Linked DNA regions of Ovis aries: regions 1 and 3 are each linked to region 2. The links are chromatin contacts, called in public Hi-C maps. All regions are on one chromosome and are shown on one strand. The core of a region is the stretch at or near the end of the contact, and the rest is flanking DNA. Distances in the headings are between cores, read along the strand shown.

The links. Hi-C and Micro-C count contacts between places; a contact is called where the count stands out from the background.
Region 1: a Hi-C map of mixed tissues shows a contact between it and region 2, with 5 times the contacts expected there. The contact joins the enhancer-like site here to the promoter of HOXA13 in region 2. A contact is called at or near these places in 2 of 16 Hi-C or Micro-C datasets (mixed tissues and tail adipose tissue).
Region 3: a contact with region 2 is called in a Hi-C map of retroperitoneal adipose tissue, with 4 times the contacts expected there. The contact joins the enhancer-like site here to the promoter of HOXA13 in region 2. A contact is called at or near these places in 10 of 16 Hi-C or Micro-C datasets (blood, hypothalamus, liver and 5 more).

What each region holds. Positions count from the first base shown.
Region 1 is chr4:69,631,884-69,634,714 of ARS-UI_Ramb_v3.0, reverse strand. All of the region lies in intron 1 of JAZF1 (JAZF zinc finger 1), which reads right to left. Among named protein-coding and RNA genes, the nearest start is that of JAZF1, 78 kb to the right of the region's middle. Within about 2 kb of position 1,429, at least 9 of the 54 cell types and tissues checked have an H3K27ac peak or open chromatin away from gene starts, as enhancers often do.
Region 2 is chr4:70,421,152-70,423,892 of ARS-UI_Ramb_v3.0, reverse strand. HOXA13 (homeobox A13) reads right to left here and starts at 1,407. Exons shown (of 4, transcript XR_006059643.1): 1 at 428-1,407. LOC132659694 (a long non-coding RNA gene) reads left to right here and starts at 1,741. Exons shown (of 2, transcript XR_009600415.1): 1 at 1,741-2,739.
Region 3 is chr4:69,709,684-69,712,383 of ARS-UI_Ramb_v3.0, reverse strand. The region is part of intron 1 of JAZF1 (JAZF zinc finger 1); the gene reads right to left. Among named protein-coding and RNA genes, the nearest start is that of JAZF1, 160 kb to the right of the region's middle. Within about 2 kb of position 1,448, at least 4 of the 54 cell types and tissues checked have an H3K27ac peak or open chromatin away from gene starts, as enhancers often do.

The sequences.
Region 1 (2,831 bases), core at 180-2,679, 790 kb after region 2:
TAGTGCACCATGCTCTCTCCACTGCAGGCCAGTCCTCCTCCAGCCTGGCTGCTGGAATATTCCACTGTTACTCCTTCTCCCTCCTTCAGGGCCCAGCTGAAAAGTCCCTTTCCCCAGCAAACTCTCCCCGAGCCTCCAAGTCTGGGTTAAACACCCACAGCAGGCACCCAAGAGAACCCTGTTTGTACCCTGCAGTTATTCAGCCACTGCAACTGCCTCTCAACCCATCTCTAGTCCCAAGAAAACAGTCTCCGGGCGCAGCGACCATTTTTATGTATTTAGCACCTAGCCAAGTGTCTGGCTCAGAAAAGATGCTCAGTAACTACCAAACATTAGTAAATAACTCCTGCTCAACCACAGCCTCCCTAATAAGAATGTAAATCCTGGTTTGTTATGGAACAGGGTTCACTTTTCATTTCAGAGTCCCTCCCCTTTAACTAAAGCATACCTAGATTCTAGCTTTGTTGACCATGGGGATGCCTTGAAGTGGGTCCCACCAGGGTTAAGAGGATATTAGGATTCTCCAATCAGCATTCGAGGGCAGCAGGTGGTTAAAAATAAAGGTGATAATGGGCAACAGCTAACACTTCCTGGACACTTGCAAAGTGTCAGGCCTCACACTGAGATACACACACTACAGCTGTCTCACCATCAGGGCACTCCATGGACAGCACCGGATCCGGAAGATCCCGAAAGACAAGTCCAACAAGGCTAAATGTTCCTAACTAAATGCCACCTGCCATCCCATGCCCCACCCCACCCCTGCCATGGTACTCAGCCATGAGTTACTCTAACTTTTCCTAATGAGCAAAAGAGCAAAGTTAGGACCATGACTGAGGGCTGCCAGGCCATTATTCCTGACTTTCCATTATTTCTGACAACTTGGCCAACGTGATCTGGAATAACGTGGCAAATATTCACATTCGTGGAACTGAAACTTGTCTCTTTGAAGAGTGCAGTGTACTCTGCCCAAATGTCCAGCGTCTTTTCCCTTATCCTATACTCAGTCAACAAAGCCCCATCTCCAAATTTCACTGCTAAAGGGACTGGGGTTAACTTGTATTCAGGCTGACTGAAAAAAAAATTCTATGAAATTTTCACTGTCTATTCACAACTTCCAGTAAGGCTAAAAGGCATTTTTTACAGCTAATAAATTCCAGTTTAGAAAGGTTAAATCTTCCAGGCTTTGGAACCTCACCAAAATGGAGGGAGAGGGAGTGTATATAACGTGGCTCAGTTTGTTAACGTATTCTCGAAAGCTGCCCAGTGACAAAACCAGAAACGCGGAACAAGCAGAGGGTCTTCACTCTCCTACGAAGAGATGTGGCCTTTTTTGCCTCTAGGATTTAGTGCTCGGAGCTACGCTTGGCCGGCCTCAGTCCCAGGAACAGCCAAGAGAAGTTTCTGTGCTCGCCGAGGAGGAGCGGCACACTGACACCCTGTTCTTTTTAATAGTTCTGATGATGTATATCCAAGTACTTAAAGTCAGAGTTCTGAGAGATGCTTGCTTTCTTCTGTTAATTAGTCTGAAACCCAATGCTAGAAGGAAGAGAAATGAACAGTGTGTTCCACACTGCCAATTTATTAAAAGGGACAGACAATTTTTGAAGAGAGGATGAGAGGAGAAGCCCATCGGCTTTAGTAAACGAGAGGCAGACTTCTGTTCATAAATCATGTTCAGAACAAACTATAAACCGGGATTTAGAAAACAACACAGAAGAGCCTTTCTATAAAACACAATCCTTAGATGAACTCTGGGTCCAGAGGAGCATCTCAGGGCTCGCCTAAGACTTCTGTAAAGTAAGCCACTACCAAGCCACATGAAAAAATGGCTTCTTTCTCAAACTACTGACTGTTTGGGTAGAACTTATGGAGACATAACTGAGACACAACTTTGTGAAGGAGGAGGTTTCCAGCTTATGAACAGGAAAGGGGGCCTTCAGAGGCATGGATGTGGGGTCTCAGACAGCACCCGAATGCTAAGGATGACCCTGCAAGTTTAATTTACCATGCTGTTTTTCAGAGACAGCAATGTAGAGGTCCATAAGCAGCACGACCGGTTTCTCAGGAAAGAGTTCATCTGAACTTAACCCATCACAGAAGCGCCTTTCTGTTCTGATCACTCTACATGCAACACTAGAGGAGGATGAGGATGGTAAAGAAAAGAGTCACAAGGTTGCCAGCAATACGCACTCTTTCTAAAACCTCCTGCCAATATTCTGAACAGCAGAAGTCTCCCTGGAAGAGCAGGTTCTGAGAACAGCTAGACCAAGGTGGTGGAAAGTGATCGCAGGACCACTGTAAAGCAGGTTTGGCGCATCTGTGTGGAAACACTGTGTTCTCTGTTGGGCTAAAAAGCCTAAACACCACTTATCTACTTTTGGATGAAGACTTTTACTTAATCTAACACTGATCTGCTGGTAGTAGTTAGAGATTATAGAATCTGAGCACCCAGAACTTCCCTGGTGGCTCAGTGGTAAAGAACACACCTGATCCTTCGATCGGGAAGATCCCCTGGAGAAGGAAACGGCAACCCACTCCAGTATTCTTGCCTGGGAAATCCCACGGACAGCAGAGCTTGGCGGGATACAGTCCACGGGGTCACAAAGAGTTGGACACGACTTAGTGACTGAACAATAACAAATCTGAGCACCTAGAAGCAGAGTAATACTGAAGCGATCTGTATGAAGTGTGCATTTTCAGTACTGCTTTAAAGCATGATGTTTAGTAACGTAATGAAGAGAGCTGTCAATTCCAACAGCTTTTCAGGTAACAACAGGGGCATCCATAATGAGTTCCCTTTTTATTTTCATTGTGCCACATTCATTTGG
Region 2 (2,741 bases), core at 158-2,657:
AGGGGACAATACTTCCATTCCTGATTCCTTTCTATATCGCCAAAGCCCCAACACTTGATGCTTCTACACTGAAGACACTTTTGAGAGAATGAATACGGGCAATTTGATAAACCATTTCCAGGTCAATTTCCCATCCTTAAAGTCCATGTCAGGGGCTGGCGAGGGCGGAGCGCAGAAGGCGAAGGAAGCCAGCGAGGGTCCGCACGAGCTTCTTTCCAGCCATCCCTCACCCAGGGAGAGCCAGGACCAGCCCAACTCCAGGGCAGTGAGGGCAGAGCCAGCCTGCCAGGGTCGGGCTCCTAGGGGTGCAGCACCACTAGGACAGGCCAGGGAGAGAGCAGAGTGGCACGAGGGTGACCCAGGAGCGAGCGGAGGAGAAGCTGGGGCGGAACCGGAGGACCGGGGCTGAGAAGGGGGCGCCATTTACCGGGCAGAGTGGACTTCCAGAGGTGGGGAGGCTGCGCCTGCTCTTTGGGGCAGTACATTTGGCCGTTCCAGCCGTTGGGCAGCGCCCAGGGCTGGTAGCTTTCCATGGGAAGACCCAGGGGCTCGTGGCGCGACTCGCCGGGGCCCCCGAGGCCCGGCACCACCGGCATATCCAGGTAGCCAGGCACGGGCTGGTGGTGGTGGTAAGGCCCGGGTGCGTAGCCCTGGTGGTAGAAGGCGAACTCCTTAGCGCGGGAGCTGAACTCCTCGGCCGCGGGGCCGGCGGTGTCCATGTACTTGTCCGCGAAGGCAGCGGCGGCGGCGGCCGAGGCGGGCTGCGCGCACGACTTGATGGCGTTGGGGTGCGGGCCCATGCGCGCGCAAGGATAGTAGCCGCTGCCGAAATAGCCGTAGGGCAGCGCTGCGGGCCCCGACGAGCTCTGCGCCGCCGCCGAACAGGGACTGCACTGCTTGGCGGCCTCGGCGCCTGCTGGGCCCGCGGGGCCCGGTCCTCCTGAGGACGACGCCGCCGCCGCCGCCGCTGCAGCGGCGGCGGCGGCGGCAGCGGCGGCGGCGGCCGACGGGGGCGCCTCCCCGGGCGCGCTGCTGTAGGCGGCCGCGGCGCCGGGCGCCAGGGGCGCCGGGTGCGCCATCAGGTTGCGGCACTGGTTGGCCGCGGCCGCCGCCGCCGCCGCGGCCGCCGCCGCCACCGAGAAGTTGCCCCCCGCGGCCGCAGCCGCCGGGTGGGGGAAGCCCCCGCCCCCGGCCCCAGCCGCCGCCGCCGCTGCCGCAGCCGCCGCCGCCGCCGCCGCCCCTTCCATGTTCTTGTTGAGCTCGTCGGCCACCAGGCCGCCGCCGTTGTCGTAGAGAAACATGACGGTGGGCTCGATCCAGCGGGGGTGGAGGAGCACGGAGGCTGTCATAGCACGAGCCGCATGGAGAAGACCCCAGTGGCGCTGTTTTAAAAAGCCCCCAAGAAGTGAAGAGCGCGCGGCGCGGGGCCGGGGCCCGAGCGAGGGGGGCGGATCGCGCCCCGCGGGGTCGCGCCAGGCGGCCGCCCATTGGCCCGGCCCCCCCTTCCTCCCGCTCCGCCCACGGCGTATGCAAAGCGGGCGGCTCCAAGCCCGGCTTTGCCCTGTACACTCGCCGTCCCCACCGCCGCCCGCGCCGTCCCCAGCGCCAGCGCCCGCCGCGCGGCCGCGCACCATTCACCCAGGGGAGAGGCGGGGGGTGCGGTAGGGTGGGGGCGGAGGACATGGCGGGCGGGGAGGAGAGGCATCGGCGACTTCCTCGCAGTTCGCTTTCCCTTCCCCTCTCCCAGTGGGGCTCGGAGCGGCGTATGGTGGGGAGGGGACGGGGCGAGATGTTGGGTGACGACCAGAGGCGGTGGGGACAGGTCAGGTAAATCTGCGGGCATCTGGGGACGGTAAAGTAGCGCGGCGCAGACCAGGCTGGGTGTTTTCCTGGGGCCTCTTGCGCCGTTTTCTTTACAGGTATCCGCGCCCCTTTCTGCAGCGAGACGCCTGCACCGACACTTGCGCTTTCGGCTGTCGGCTTCGACAGCGTCGCGATTTGGCTCTTTCCGGGGAGCCGTGGCGGGGCGTTTGCGGATGCGCCTGGCTCATGAGTCCCAGGACATTCCACTGGAAAGCTCGGACTGCATGTAGAAGCTTTCTCCCTTTCTCTGTCCACAGTGTTGGTGGGCAATCTCCTAGACTCGCCTTTAGGCCCACAGGCTCCGGATTACCCATCACAATGACACGGACATAAGCGCATACACAACCAAGTGTACTTTGGTGTCACACTCACACATTTATATACAGACTTTGTTCCTCACTTTGTCCCAGTAGCAACTCTTCTTCCTCCAGAAGCTTTGAGATGGAGAGACCAATTTCTGAGCATCGTTTTTCCGTGCTCCCTTGTCTCCGGCCAGTCTGGCCTGTCTCGGAAGGAGTTTAAGAGGAACAGGCCCCAGCTGGGTGCTGAGTTGGGACTCTCTTCTGGGGTTTAATGAGGCTTCACAGAGCCTGGGCCGGAGCTGACTCTCCAGGCACCTGGGCACTCTCTATCACACTCCGTTTTGGGACAAGAGAAAGAGACTCTTTGGGGCCATTTCACATCTCCCTCCCCACCTTTCCCAGGTAGGACTGGGAAAAAGCCCTGTTTCCAGCCGGCAGAGAGGATGCCTGGCCCTCCTCTGTCCATGAACCAGCTGAAGAAGCCTTTTGCCCTCTGTGCCTGGGGAATGCAGCCCTTTCCTGAGAGCACGGTGGGGTGTTGATGCTGGAAGAGCCAAGCGGCCGCCACATTTTGGT
Region 3 (2,700 bases), core at 199-2,698, 710 kb after region 2:
GCCTGGAGAATTCCCATGGACAAAGGAGCCTGGCAGGCTACAGTCCATGGGGTTGCAGAGAGTCAGACACGCCTCAGTGATATGTAGGCTGTGCATTTACATGTATACGACATCAGGAAGAACAGGGGCAGAGCCGCTGGGGAAGGTTCTGGTCCCTTCATCGGCACAGGCAGCACTATTACTCTTCAACCTGGTGAATGTCTCTGTGCTGTCTCTTCAGCCAGATACCCTACATCCAAGAAGGACAGGGGTTTCAGGCTTCTCTGAGCACAGGTCTGTACACCTAACAGGTAATCAATTCTGTTGAACCAAAGAATTTATATGATGCAGCCAAGTCCTGTTTTAGAACCTGAGACCTTCTGGGCATGGCGGAAAGTCAGGACAGTGATGAGTGGACGTGGAGCCACGTCCGTGTCACATCCCTGTCTCCGGGGCAGCATCCATGATGAGACACGGTGAAGCAGCCAGACATGATTCCAGCATACTGGATGTGTACATTTTAGTGGAAAAGACAGTCAACAGGAAATAATTTCAACCTGTGACCACTTCCTTGAAGGGAACAGCCAGGAGGTAAAAAGGAGAATCTCAGCAAGGAGGTTCGGGAAAGCCTTTCTGAGAAGGTGATGTTTTAGCTGAGATGTAAAGGATGAAAGAAGCCCGCTGGGTAAAGGGAAGGATAGGGGTGGAGGAGGAGGGGTTTAGGGATGCAGGGGAGGGGGTGGGGGTGCAGGGCTGCAGGGATGAGGCTGGGAGAGGATCAGGTACAAGGGAAGAGGCAGGGGTGCAGGGATGAGGTTGGGGGGCAGGGTGCAAGGATGAGGTTGGGAGAGAACAAGGTGCAGGGGAGGGCACAGGGCTGCAGGGATGAGGCTGGGAGGAAGGTAGAAGAATCTAAGTAGGAGAGGACATGAAATTTATATTTGAAGGTTACTCTAACAAGATAATCCCAGGATCAGGGTAACCACATATCAGTCCGTTGGGACAATATCATTTATGCCTGAAGCCTCAGGATGCTATTAATAGCACCCTATTTCACTCTCCAAAGTGTTACAGATTCAAAGAAAAATGATATAGTCATCCTCTCCAGACCCATTATTATAACAAACATGATCCATTGTTATGTGAAACCGGATATTCTCCAGGTTGATCATGTCCCTCTCAAACCAAGAACAGAAGTTGATACAACATATTCTATAATATCAAGTCAAGCCTGCCTTCCAACACCATAATTAATAAAAAAAAGTTTTACTGTATCTTTTTTTTTAACAGGGAAAAAAAATTCTATCAACTTCTTTCCATGACATATTCTGTGCTCACAGCAGCTGCAGGGGGCAGGCTTTTTCATGGATCAAAACAATTTTCGTGGCTCAGCTGGAGCTGTCTTCACTCTGTTTGGACAAACAGGGTCAGTCCCTGCTCTCTGGGCTGAGATACTGTGAGCCCTGTTCTGGAAGAAGTCTGCCAAAGTCACCGCCGAGGAGCTCCAGGTTACATAACCTCTGTTTCTCTAACCTCTCCTCTCAGGCCTTATTTTTCAAATGTCCAGTCATCCCTGTGGCTCCTCTGTTCCTCCTTGCCAAGTTCTTCACATGGACACAGTACTTCTAAAGTTGTATGCCAAAAGCACTCTGCTATTTCCCCTACCAAATCTTTCCAGAAGCTTCAAGTCTGTTCTCCACATCTGAGCTGTGGGCTGGGAAACTGGAAACAGCCCTGCCACACCAAACCATGCCTCCTGTCTTGCTTTCACCTGTCCTCCTTGGACCAGACCACCTAAAGAGAGGATTAAGTGTAATCTTACCACGTCTAGGTTACAAAGGCATGCATGGGTGGCAACCTCTGGCCGCTTGGATTAGCCCCCCTTCTCATATTCCATCTTAGAACCACAGTCGAGGTAGAGGCCACCTCAGTAATACTCTTTTCATTTAGCAGATTTATTTCAGGCTGATATAATAAAGAGCCCATAGAAGGGCTGGAACTAGTGCTGGACCATGGCACTGACCTCTGCTTTGCCCTCCATCACTCCAAGGAAATGCCACTGTCCTCTGATGGCCTTCTATTGACCTACATGCCCATGTCTTTTTCATCCCTCTCCTTAACTCTGTTTTGCTTCTTGAGGGCAGATAATGTATTTAATAGGTCTTGATATTATTCGCAACATGGGACCTTCCATGTAGCTAGGACTCAACAGATATTTGCTGACCAACGTGGGCACAGGTTCTTCAGGCTCCTCCTCATTTTCTTATGATGCAGACAGTCGAACAAGAGCAATGTTACCAACCATAACTATGAATGGAGTATGCCTTTTAAAAATGAATTACTATGCTATATAACTGAAACTTCTGTAATATAGTAACTCAACAAAATGAAAATTTTTGAAAGTAATGTTACCAGGCTTTGGGAAGGCAGAAGCTCATAGACCCAGGTTCAAATCCAGGCTCTGGCACTTAGTTACTAGTTAATTGACCCTGGGAAGGATGTCTCATCTTCCTTCATCAGAAAATGGCCATCACACACCCCCTTCTCTGTGAAGCCGCTGGAGCACTGCAGGGCTCCCACATATCTGTGATCTTCCCTAAGCACTACTTTCGCCCTTTTGTAGCCTTTGCACAGTTAACACAAGATCCTATTTTTTTTTCCTCTTGAGGTTAAATTTTTGCCAAAAAATAAAGAGAGGCTGGGACAGGAAAAAAACAAAAA